2 separate regions of the Mus musculus genome follow, and region 2 is linked to region 1. Evidence: chromatin contacts called from public Hi-C data. All regions are on one chromosome and are shown on one strand. Each heading gives the region's core, a stretch centred on a gene start, on an enhancer-like site or on the middle of the called end of the contact. The rest is flanking DNA. Distances are from core to core; before and after follow the strand shown. Region 1 overlaps Fto (fat mass and obesity associated). Region 2 overlaps Fto (fat mass and obesity associated).

Region 1 (5,900 bases), core at 280-2,779:
AGTGCAACAGGATGGGCAAGATGAAGTCTCCCTGGAGAGCCAGGGTTGCAGACCTTCCAGTCCATTGATTAGAGCCAGCATATTGGCCCATCATGGCTGACATACCTTTCCAAATACTAAACTCAACATCGTCTTCTATGCCCTAGAAGTAAGTGTTCATGGACCTCAAGAAATATAGAGTGCAAGCAAACCAGCGATAGTGTAATTTCACGACTGTGTACTCCCTGGAAAAACTTTAACAGGATTAATCAAAAAAATTACACTAACATATTTGAAAGTCTGCCAACAGCTGTTCCAAATTACTGTGTGCTATCTGATGTTGCTCATGTACCTGTCTAAACGGAACGTGAACCCGCTCGTCTGACAGGATGAACTCAGATTATTTAATGTTCATCTCTTCTCCAAAGTCCCTCGCTGTTCTTTCTAAAGACAGTCCTTAACTAATGTCTGAAGCTGTTCTGTGCATCAGGTCCTAGTTTAACCAGGACATGTCGGGTAGGCATTCTCCCATTCATCTTCTGTGAGACTGTGGCAGAGAGAGCCCGCTATCATTCATCGTTCCTTCTCGTCGTGCTGAAGTACATCAGGCTCACACAGAGGCAGGCCTTCTGAAGATGGCTGATGACTCAGACCATCTTATCACACCATCAAGAATAGTGTCCTGGCAAATGTAAGAATTGCCATGAAAAAAATTAGATTAAAATAGTCTTTTTGCCGATTTTTTTTTTATTCAAAGTAGTTTCCATGTATTTTAGAAAATCATGGAAATCAAAAAAACTAAAACTAAAATATATGAAGTACATGCTGGGGGGCAAAGGGGGGGTTGTAGAACCTTTTCAGTCCTCCCCAGAGTTCTTGTCAGTCCTCCCCAGAGTTCTCTTCAGTCCTTCTCAACCATTTCTTCTCCATGCCTTTGCCATTCTGTCCTTTCCCCAACGCAGCCAGAGTTACACCTAAACCTTCTTATTAGTATTATTACTATTACTATTATTATTATTTCCATCTGCCTTCTACTCCTTTCTCTTCTCCCTGTTTTGAGACAAGATATGGTTCCAGAATGTTCTTTGCTTATGGGTGTGTGTTGCTGTCTTCCTGGGCTGTGTAGATAAAAAAGTGTGACATTGTCTCCATTTTCCAGTTGGGGTAAGTGAAGCAGAGCACCGGTAAGCTCTGAAGGGACCTCTGACAGTGTCAGTGACAGTCCAGCATTGTGCCATGTGCTCTCGTCACATTAAACTTGTGATCATCCGGCTCACCTGGGCGCTGAGAGCCGGGGCAGTTACTCTCCTTACTCAGTGAGTTCGTTTCTCAGTCAGACTCCATGAGTGTGCTTTGCTTTTCTCTCCTTCCTGTAGAATCTTGCAGGACTGCCCTCTCCCCATGCTATCAATGAGCCAGAATAGGCTAGGTTATGCTGTAGTAATAACAGACTGTTGCTTGAAGACCTGAGGTTGGATTTCTAGTCCTCATGTGGGCAGCCAGGAGCCGTGGTGCACATTGGCCCTATTGGTCTGACATCCAATGCTGGGGAGGTGGAGACCGGCCAATTCCTGAAGCTCACTGGCCAGCTAGCCTAGCCAATCAGTGAGAGACCCTGTCAATGCGTGATTACCAAAGACAGCTGGCCTTGATCTCTGGCTTCTGCACACATGTGTACACAAGTGCACACGCAGCAGGATGCACACATCACAGGAATGAGCATGTTACCCCCCCCCATGTGTGAAGTCCTGAACAGCACAGTGGTCTGAGGACAAGCAAGTGGGTTGATATCCCTTAGTCTTTCTCTACAGGATTCAGCCTAAAACTGAGAGGGAACAAGTCGGATTGCTTTACAAGGACAATTAGAAATCCCGTGCAAAGGAGAAAGTGGCTCCAGGAAAGCCAGAGCAGCCCTGAGCAGTGTCCTTGTGTGTTTCTGGGTTAGTGGGTGGTGTATGTCTGAATAGCCCCCTCCCAATGACCTGCCTTTTGTAGAATATTCTGGGAACCAGTATTCTAGTCAGGAATCAAATTGTCATGGCTCCTGTGTTCATAGAACTTACTGCATTCTCTTCCAGAGAGGTGAGTTTTCTTTAGGTGAGTATGTTGGACCAGAAGCCAGTGTGCCAGTAATTGGAAAGGGTTCAGCCAGACAGTTAAGATCACTCCCGCCGGAGCCAGCCAGACACTGAAGCCCAGAGGCTTCAATCCTGGGCTAACATTTACCAGTGTGACTTGGGGCAGGTTTTCAGAGTACCTGAATGCTTCAGGGTTGGATCTGTAAACTGGAGCTGATAGTCTGTGTCAAGCTGTGAGAAATGAGCTAGTCTGAGCGAATCAGAACCCCTGGCATGAAGTAAACACTTGACAATAATCAGTTCATGAATAAAATTTTATTTCCTGTGAAGCCGAAGGCCATAAAGTTTGAAGGAGGGGAGAAGTGGGCCCAGGAAGCCTGAGAGATCAAAGGCCAGTTATTCTGATTTTTTTGTTTGTGTTGAAGATTATTAGTAGTTAGAGCTTCAACCTGACAGCGCTCACTGGAGAGTGTCTGGGCGTTGGTTTTGTATAAGGTTTGTTTTTTAGACTGGCAAGGTAAGAACCCTGCTGGGGAAAAGTACTGTGTAGTTTAGTTTTTCCCTGTACTCTATGAAAGAAAACAGACTATTGGAAATAAGAAGACGATAGCCAAGCGTAACTGTCTCCCCCTCTTTGGTTTTATTTTAGTGGCAGCTGAAATACCCTAAACTGGTTTTCCGAGAGGCCGGCAGCATACCAGAGGAGCTGCATAAGGAGGTCCCCGAGGCCTTTCTCACACTGCATAAGCATGGCTGCTTGTTTCGGGACGTGGTGAGGATCCAAGGCAAAGATGTGCTCACCCCAGTGTCTCGCATCCTCATCGGGGACCCAGGCTGCACCTACAAGTACTTGAACACCAGACTCTTCACGGTGCCCTGGCCCGTGAAGGGCTGCACGGTCAAGTACACAGAGGCTGAGATCGCCGCTGCATGTCAGACCTTCCTAAAGCTCAATGACTACCTCCAGGTGGAGACCATCCAGGCCTTGGAAGAACTGGCTGTCAGAGAGAAGGCCAATGAAGACGCTGTGCCACTGTGCATGGCAGAGTTCCCCAGGGCCGGCGTGGGGCCGTCCTGCGATGATGAAGTGGACCTTAAGAGCAGAGCAGCCTACAACGTGACTTTGCTAAACTTCATGGATCCTCAGAAGATGCCCTACTTGAAAGAGGAGCCCTATTTCGGCATGGGGAAGATGGCGGTGAGCTGGCATCACGATGAGAACCTGGTGGACAGGTCAGCCGTGGCAGTGTACAGCTATAGCTGCGAAGGTACAGTCTGCTCTGGGGGAAAGCATGCTCGATGGCAGTGTGGCCAGAGCCTCTGAGGCTCTGAGGATGAGTAAGCACACTCGTGTCTGTGTGTTGGGTGTCCTTTCCTTTCCTGGCCGGTCTCACCAGTATATCTGCAGAGCACCCCTCTCCCCCATCTAAATCCTCTCTGGCTCATTGTTCCATCGTGCGCAGAATACTTCTGCATGTAAGCACCGCTGTCGTTTTGTCTTCCTGATGCCCAGGAGAGCAGCAGTTGTTGGATCCGTGCATCTGTAAAGCTCAGGGTAGACTCTTCAGTCACCACGATTAGTTTGCCGAGAAAGAGCCAGGGAAACAGGAGTCTGTCAAGTCGTCCTCAGTTCTCACAGGTGCACATTCTTAACTTGCCAAAATGCTTTATTGGGCCTGACATCACCATCTCGATTGTCGTTATTTGTCAGGTATGGACTTGTTCTTGGCTTCCTGTCATTTTTATAAGACCCTGCTTGGCAGAAGCAGTTAAATGCCTCCTGTAGGCAGACAGGCCAGTCTCCTTGCCTCTTCTAAGGTTCCGACGCCTTGGAGCAGAGAGCTGGAGCTTGCCGACTTGGCTGACCTTGCCGTCTTTTCCTGCTCTCGTTTCTGTGTGTCTAGGGTCCCAAGAGTGTCTCAGACCTTTTTTATTACCTGATTATTAGACAAAGTAATAAGGTATTAGAACTTCCTGTGCAAACCGAGAGTGCTAAGTCCTTTGAAAGAACTCACTAGCACTTTTAAGGTCAGTGTTTCCTGGCAGTTCCAGTTGCTTTGTCTGATTTCTGTTGTTGTTACTTGTTTTCTGTTTGCTTGAATGACTGTATTGGAAAAATTATTTAAGACCAAAAAAAAAAATCTGTCTCATGGTACTCTTTAAATGTTTTCATTTTTCTGGTCTTGAATTTGTCCTCAGGATAATTAGTATCTTTTCTAAATTTACCCTGGGCTTTCAGTCCAAAACAAAGAATGAGATGAATGGTTGGAAGTCACCAGTTTCAATGACATCTCGAGTAGCAATGGCAACCTAAAAATCCACTGATGTAATTCGGTGCCATCTGAGAGAAGAGCCCGTGGCCTCTGACCTCAGATATGGCAGGAACAGTGGGGTTGGTTAGCTCTTCCTGAGGTGGCAGCTCTCAGAACCCGCTGCAGTGCATGGCTGCAGTGAATGTGGTAACCCAGGCCCAGGCGCAGGCACAGGCATAGCCGGCCACAGGGCTGCCTCTATGCTCTCCTTGCTGTCCTGTTTCCAGGCTGCAGCCTGATGGCTCTGCTGTACTTCCCTCTCACGAGGAAGGAGGTTAAGATGTTGACAGGTAGTAGCATCTATGAAGCATCTGTGATGGGAAGTAGTAAAGACTGGGGAAGGGTGAAAGCGCACATTGTACAGACAGAACTGTTGGGCTAGTGGAGTGGCTCAGGGGTAAAGGTACCAGAGGGACCCACAGGGTGGAAAGGGGAGACTGACTCCTGCAAATTATTGCCCTCTGATCTCTATCTACAAAGGTTCAGGAACATGCGCGCACACACACACACACACACACACACACACACACACTCACTCTAATAAAATCATGATAAAAAGCACTTTTAAAGAAATATTTTGACTTTATTTTTTTTCCTCCCCAGAGCTGAGGACCGAACCCAGGGCCTTGCGCTTGCTGGGCAAGTGCTCTACCACTGAGCTAAATCCCCAACCCAAAGAATTAGTTTTACATGCAAAATAATAGAGACTTGCAGAAATCCAGTCTGTAAGAGCAGGGCGGTGTGATTCCTTTGTTCTCCTAATCTCCAAGATGCCCAGGCTCTATCAGATAATAGTGAGACGCTTGGGGGTTCTTCCCCGAGCACCTGCTGTGGCCAGACACTGTCAGCACCTCATGTGTTTTAGCCAGTTTCATCTTGTCTGCAATACCCAGTGACTAATGTAGACGGGAAGCACTGTCATGCCCCATGGAAAGCTGTTTTGATCAGTGGCCACATACGTGTCGTTAGCTCTCTAAACTTGTAATGGATCTGAAAATTGTCTATTGTCTGGTGATTTTGTAATAGCACAGCACAGTGAGTTGCTAAGTAATGCATGTGAGCAGCCTACCATGCCGCCTTGTACGGACAGCATACCCTGTCATGTCCAGCTACCTGGGGAATGGGCAGAAATGATTGTGTGCCACACGAGTTTACTAGGTGATCTTTCTGTTTTATTGTTGTTTTAGTGTGTGTTCCTTGTAAATATTAAGGAAGTCGCTGTAACGTTCTAGGCTGTGGTAAGTGTGCAGTAGCTTTATCTACCTCATATAGACACTGTCTCTTGAGGGCATCAAGAGGCCGTATGAAGTGATTGGCTTGCTTCATCTAGGCCTGGCTGAGTTTACTCAGTATTGTTCCTACAGGAACAAAATTCCCAAGGATGTGATTCTCAGACTACACCTGCGTTGTTAAGGGATGGATAGCAGTCCTTGGACTGTTCCTATTATCAGATGAGGAGACAGGGTACCTGTCGGCTGTGGCACAGCTAGTGAGGCTGGAGGCCTTTGTCCTTACAGGGTCGATTCCTGAG
Region 2 (5,822 bases), core at 983-3,482, 80 kb after region 1:
GTCACTACCGCTGACTGCTAGGAAGGTGCTGGTCTCGTTGGAGGACCATGAGGAGACGAGAGGATGAGGTGGGCTGTCTGGGGGGAAATCCTGGGTCTTGGAACTGTAGAAACAAGGTCAGAAGGCAGAGCACGTAGGTGTGTGGGACCTGGACATGCCAGCAAGCTGGCAGGTGGAAGCCACTTGATGAGCCTCGGCTTGGATAACCATAGCATCAGCAAATGCCTGCGTGCTGTTTTTATGGTTCCTTTATGATTCCTAAAGATTTTATGAGTGCTGAGAATGTTTAATGTTCATGAGTACTGTTCATGGTGACTCCATGTGATAGGTATGACTTTTGTCTCACTTTTACTCTCAGGAGATAGGAGCCCAAAGGCCTTATATAACTTTCCCAAGGTCACCAGCTACTAGGTGGGAGAACTGGGATTTGAACTCTAGAAGGCCTGCTCTAGGCTTCTTGCCCTTTTCGGCTCACTGATCTGCCTCCAAAGGCTTGGCTTTGGAATGTAGAGGAAAGGCGATAAAAGCCTGCTGACCTCTGGAGAGTGCCACTTCACAGCGTTTGAAGGGTGCAGAGAGCAGTGACTCATCTGCAGGGTGCACAGTGGTCACCAGTCCCCACCAGTAATGTTTCTCCGGCAGCTTCTTGGACCTATAGTTGATACACAGGAAGCTACACAAGCATAAAATATACAGTTTGATGAGTTGAGAAATAAATGTATACCTGTGGAGCTATCATCCTTGCCCACACTGAGACCAGTCTGTCACCTCCACTTTGGCCAGCCAACTTAGTGTTATTGTTTTGATGAAGATGCTAACATAATATCTTCAGTAATCCCTGTCTTATGAAAATATCAAGTCGCAAGTTTGAAGGCCTGAGCTTAAGAGCGTGCATCAGAATGCACACCTCTGAACTCATTCCGACTTGCCTTTGAGGGGATCAGCATCTAGGAAGGGGACACCACTGCCCTCCTAGAATAACCCCAGAGGCAGAGTTCCCCAAACCCTGGGTTAGTACAGAGCACTGTGTAGCCAACTTGGAGATGCTGAAGTTTCCCTCTCTGCCTGACTAGCTCTGTTCCTGAGCCAAGCCTGCGGAGGAAATGCTGGTTTTATAGGGTGTGTACAACTGTGCTTGTGTGAACTTTTGATTTTTGTTATGTTTTACATAGGCACTTAGGATCCTGCTTGCCGAGGCCTAATTGTTAGATGTCAACCTGACATTGAAGTCATAATCTTACCAAGCTGTAAACTAGGACTTAGAAATAAGTAAGAAAAGAACTCCATAATTCTGTAAAATAAATTGTTTAGTCATTTATTTTTTATTTTAAGTACATTGGTACTTTGTCTCCATGTATTTGTGTGAGGGTGTCTGATCTGGAACTGAAGTTACAGACAGTTGTGAGCTGCCGTGTGGGTGCTGGGAATTGAACCTGGGTCCCCTGGAATAGCAGCCAGTGCTTTTTAACTGCTAAGCTATCTCTCCAGCCATAAAACAGTTTTTATTTTAGAAGTATTTGATTTAGGAGTATTCCACCCTGCCAACAAGTGCAATGTTTAGTATTGTGATCACACAGCGAAGTTCATCACTAATTCACTGGAAAGATATCTGACTATGGCTGTGTGCCAGTCTCAGTCCATGAGTGCACACATTCGCTAGGAGTGGCAGTTAGTTAGAGGAAGAACCTTCTTTTTATTATATTTTATACTGAAAAAAAAAGAAACAAAGGAAGAAAGGAAGGAAGGAAGGAAGAAAAGAAAAGAAAAGAAAAAGAAAAGAAGAAAGGAAGAAAGAGAGAGAGAGAGAGAGAGAGAGAGAGAGAGAGAGAGAGAGAGAGAGAGAGAGAGAGAGATCCAAAACAAAACAGTAAACTAAAGGAGCAGCAATCTGGAGAATTTTCCAGAGCTCTGTTCTTTACTGAGAAAAAAAGAAAAAAAGAAATCAATGTTTCAGTGTCTCCCTTGCATACCACAGTTGGATCATTATCAGCAGAGTGAAGGATTGGGCCAAGATAAAAGGGATGTTTCTTCTAAATTAAGTTGAAGCATTGCTTTAGGCCTTTAAAAAAAAAGATTTCTAATAAACTCATGATAAATTATTTTTGCTATTGAAAGAGACGGCGGAGAATCATCTTTGGAAAAGTCCCCTGCTCTGTGGCTCTTAGTGCCGTGCCATGTGGTATTTGGTTATTAAGGTTGGATAGGCATTGGCTGGTGCGGCTGGCTCTGTCAGCCTTGTTCCTGCTCTCTGGTTTAACTTGTAAGCAGTAGGGGGCAGTGTTGAGCTGCCAGTTGGAGGTCCCAAGATGCTGTCCTTCAGGAAAATGCATATAAATGTCCCATTAACTGCCAGGAATTACCCCTGTTGCTTCAAGTTAGCTGTAATCTTCAAGATTCCATAACACGGGAAATCAGTTGTGGGTTCACAGATTCAACAGCAATTTTACTTCAAAAATGCAGCGTTTGGTGCGCGTTTAGATTCTGTGAAAGTCAGCTAATCAAAAGGGCATTTCTTGATTGTTCAAACTTTTCTTCCATGAAATATATTGCTCCAAATTATTATGACTTTAGACAAGTGATTCCTTGTTATCTTTTTGCGTTTTTGAGTTAATGGGGTCCTGTGCGTGTTGTGAAAAGGTGTCTTTGATCAGTGCACCTTCGTCTGCTCTGTAGCACACGCCTGTCCTTTTCAATAAGACCTTGGGCAGTGCACGTATTGGGGTTTTTTTTGCCTATGTGTTAAGCAGTCTTTGATGGCTCTTGTACCAGGGAAGAGGTGTGTGCTGTAGTTTCTGTCTGTCTTCCCGTCCTTTCTGTCGTGCGGTTGGGAGGGGTTGCCTCCAGAAGCCTACAGGAGAATGGAAAATGAATTTTGAAATAGCTGTTCCCCCATTAGTGGTAATTGCTGCACATGTCATAACCAGCCACATATTTCAGAAAGTTTAGTCAGCTGTACATAAACTCCCGGGCCTCTGTTCCCCACTCCCTGTCCCAGCAAGCATGCCCTGGCACACTGCTTATTCTTACTGCTTCTCTCCCGGAGGACGGTGTGTGTGCTTGCTCTTGTGATGTAAATGTTAGGCCCTTATATTTGAATGACATTCTGATAAAACATCACCTCTCCGCTGAATATTACTTGGTGAATTTATTGAGCATTGAGCCCGGAGCAGCCTGACCCTTTGCACCACAGTCAAGCCTTTCTTGCCTTCTTTGCTCTCCACTCAAGAAGCATTCTAACACTTGAGTACCAGTCACATATTTGTATTTTATTATTTTTTCAGCCAACCCACTGCCTCTCATCCAAGATTATTATGTTAGGAGGAGGCACTTCGGGATAGGAGAGTTAGCATTTGAAAGAAACCGTGCAAGCTTTTCTTGCTGGCTAAAGAGGAGTATGAAAAGCTCACATCCCCTGTGAGGCGACGCCGTCTCGCCATGGCCTGAGATCCAGTGGATAGGCCGTTTGTCTCCCAGGGGTTGGTATCGCTCTTTGCAAAACTGACATTTATCTTACCTATAAAAATGTTTTAACACTATCAAATTCGCGGCGAGACCGAGAAGAATGCCGGGGCTGAAATCCTCTAAATTGATGGCATTTACTCATTTCCTTTTGACCTTAAAAACCTCTGTTTTGTACAATGCAGAGGAATTATTCCGGGGAGCTTCCCGAGGAACGCCCTGAGAAGAGCTGGTGGTTTATGTACTGCGGGGTCTTTTTTTTCATGCTCTCCATTGCTGTTGCTTTTCCTTGGGTGGGGGGGGAGGGGGTGTGGCTCCTGCTTATCCTCCCTGTGCGTTGGACCATTTCCTGTCCCAACAGTCCCTGGGTTACAGTAGCAGCCTGTGCATGGCCATTGGCCTTAATAACCTTTGCCAACCGTAGTGGGTGCAAGCCAAGGCTGGATTATCTTAATGTATCCGTTTTGAATCAGAGTAAAATACAACATATAATTACGTTAGGTAAGCTATAGGCTACATTTAATTTACCCATTTATGTTAAAATTTGGCCCAGGAGAGCAGAGAGATGTGGCAAATGAGTGGGTGTTTCATTTCATAACATAACCAGGTCCTTGTTGTTAAAGTTTAACAGAGAAATGTTCATCAGAATGTAAAGGCGTCCCTGACAAGTTATTTATAATAGTTTAATTCCAGGTGAGTCACGCGTCTCTGCTTGTCACTGTGGTCTGCATAAATCATGAGGAAGCTTGCTGTGGAGGCAGCCTGCTGCTGCAGGGACGGGTCCTCAGCCTGTGGCTCCCACAGTTGCAGGGAATGAGCGAGCCAAAGAGCAGTTTTGTTTATTTGTTTAGGGAAAGGTTAATGAAGCTGTCACTGTAGCTGTGGATAAAGTTCTTTATAGTGAACATAAGAACAAGGCTGCTTCCTATGTGCTGAAATATATATCAAACATAATGGTATTTAGATAATAGCGCAAGTAAATTCATATTAAAATTCTTCCTAAATTAAAGATTTTAGGGGGCCTGAAAGATATAACAATAAAATATTAATAAATATTTCAGGCTCATATTAATGGTAAATCACCCAGATACAGTATGTATATTTATACATGTATATGTTTATCTTTCCCCATAAGTATTCCTGGGAATACTAAATTACATGTACTAACAATGTACTAACGTACCTTGCCTCCCATTTCACCCTGTTTTCATTTTCATCCTTAGTTGTGTGTGTTGTCTATGTGTAGATATGTACACAGGAATGCAGGTTGTCTATGTGTGGATATGTACACAGGAATGCAGGTGGCTTTGGAGGCCAGAGGCTTCCGGTCCCCCAGAGCTGGAGTTAGAGGTGGTAGTGAGCCAACCAGCATGGGTGCTGAGACTTGAACCTGGGTCCTTTGCAAGAGCCCGGCAAGCTCTTAACCACTGAGCCATCTCTCCAACCCTAGGGTCAGTATTTCTAATTTAGGAGCAGAGTATATTTTAGTAATTTAAGATGTGGAATGAAATGTCTGGTGGCTTTCAATTAAGATTTAAATTCCCTTCTCCCTCTTTTGACTGGGACATTGCTGAGTGGCTCAAGATAAGCCCAGATTGGAAGCAGGTTAAACAGTTCGAAGCACCCAATAATTCAAAGTCTGGAACACAGTATTTTAGGGCCATTTTGTTTGTCTTTGGAAATTGGGAAAAGCTACAACCCCTGCCTTACATTTTTAGTGATCCTCAAGGCACTCGCTTGGCTCTTTGGACCCACCCCTCAAGTCCAGTTTCCCACAGCAGTGTTGTTCTGAAAGCAAAAATACCTCGAGAGGGAGGTGACCGAATGTGTAATTTAACATTGAACTTCTTTCTAAAGTGATTTGAGTTTTTCTTGATAGATTTTTGAGGTTCTCTTGGAACAACCCCTGCCCCGCAGCTGCTACAGACTTAGTAATGATTTTTTTTTAAGTGTGTGTACCCTGTCCTTTTCAGGGGCGGGGGGATAATACAATTCCAAGAGAATTGAGACTTAAGCCTCCCAAGCCGAGTGTGCATGGGAAGCACAAAGCCGGTGTTTGTGATTCTCTTTGAAGTGTTTTGCAACTGGATAAGGAAAAATTTAGAAAGCGGCTGATAGTGTTCAGGGTAAATACTTAAACCCCTTTAGAGAATTTCACACACAGATACTGTGTGCAGAAAAAAGGGGTACTTATGTTTCTTAAAGCTGCTACAGCCTGCAGCTTTGTACTTAAAGACAGAGGTGTTGAATAGAATTCTACTGAGGATACATCCAGTGACAGTATCTTCAGGAACATCAGAGCCGGCCAGTGGTAGACTTCCCGTTCTTAACCCTTGCATGAGCGAGAGCCTTCTAGTGCCCAG

The links. Hi-C and Micro-C count contacts between places; a contact is called where the count stands out from the background.
Region 2: a Hi-C map of liver shows a contact between it and region 1, with 2.8 times the contacts expected there. The contact joins two enhancer-like sites. A contact is called at or near these places in 10 of 484 Hi-C or Micro-C datasets (the Patski cell line, astrocytes, cortical neurons and 4 more), 3 of 115 datasets of contacts at active chromatin or transcription factors (embryonic stem cells, hepatocytes and pancreatic cancer cells) and 1 of 9 other capture datasets (pancreatic islet).

What each region holds. Positions count from the first base shown.
Region 1 is chr8:91,406,517-91,412,416 of GRCm38.p6, forward strand. It overlaps Fto (fat mass and obesity associated), which reads left to right. Exons shown (of 9, transcript NM_011936.2): 3 at 2,707-3,325. Among named protein-coding and RNA genes, the nearest start is that of 4831440D22Rik, 58 kb to the right of the region's middle. Within about 2 kb of position 1,530, at least 12 of the 459 cell types and tissues checked have an H3K27ac peak or open chromatin away from gene starts, as enhancers often do. A contact at or near this core is called in liver, where this site is marked.
Region 2 is chr8:91,486,034-91,491,855 of GRCm38.p6, forward strand. The region is part of intron 7 of Fto (fat mass and obesity associated); the gene reads left to right. Among named protein-coding and RNA genes, the nearest start is that of 4831440D22Rik, 21 kb to the left of the region's middle. Within about 2 kb of position 2,233, at least 5 of the 459 cell types and tissues checked have an H3K27ac peak or open chromatin away from gene starts, as enhancers often do. A contact at or near this core is called in liver, where this site is marked.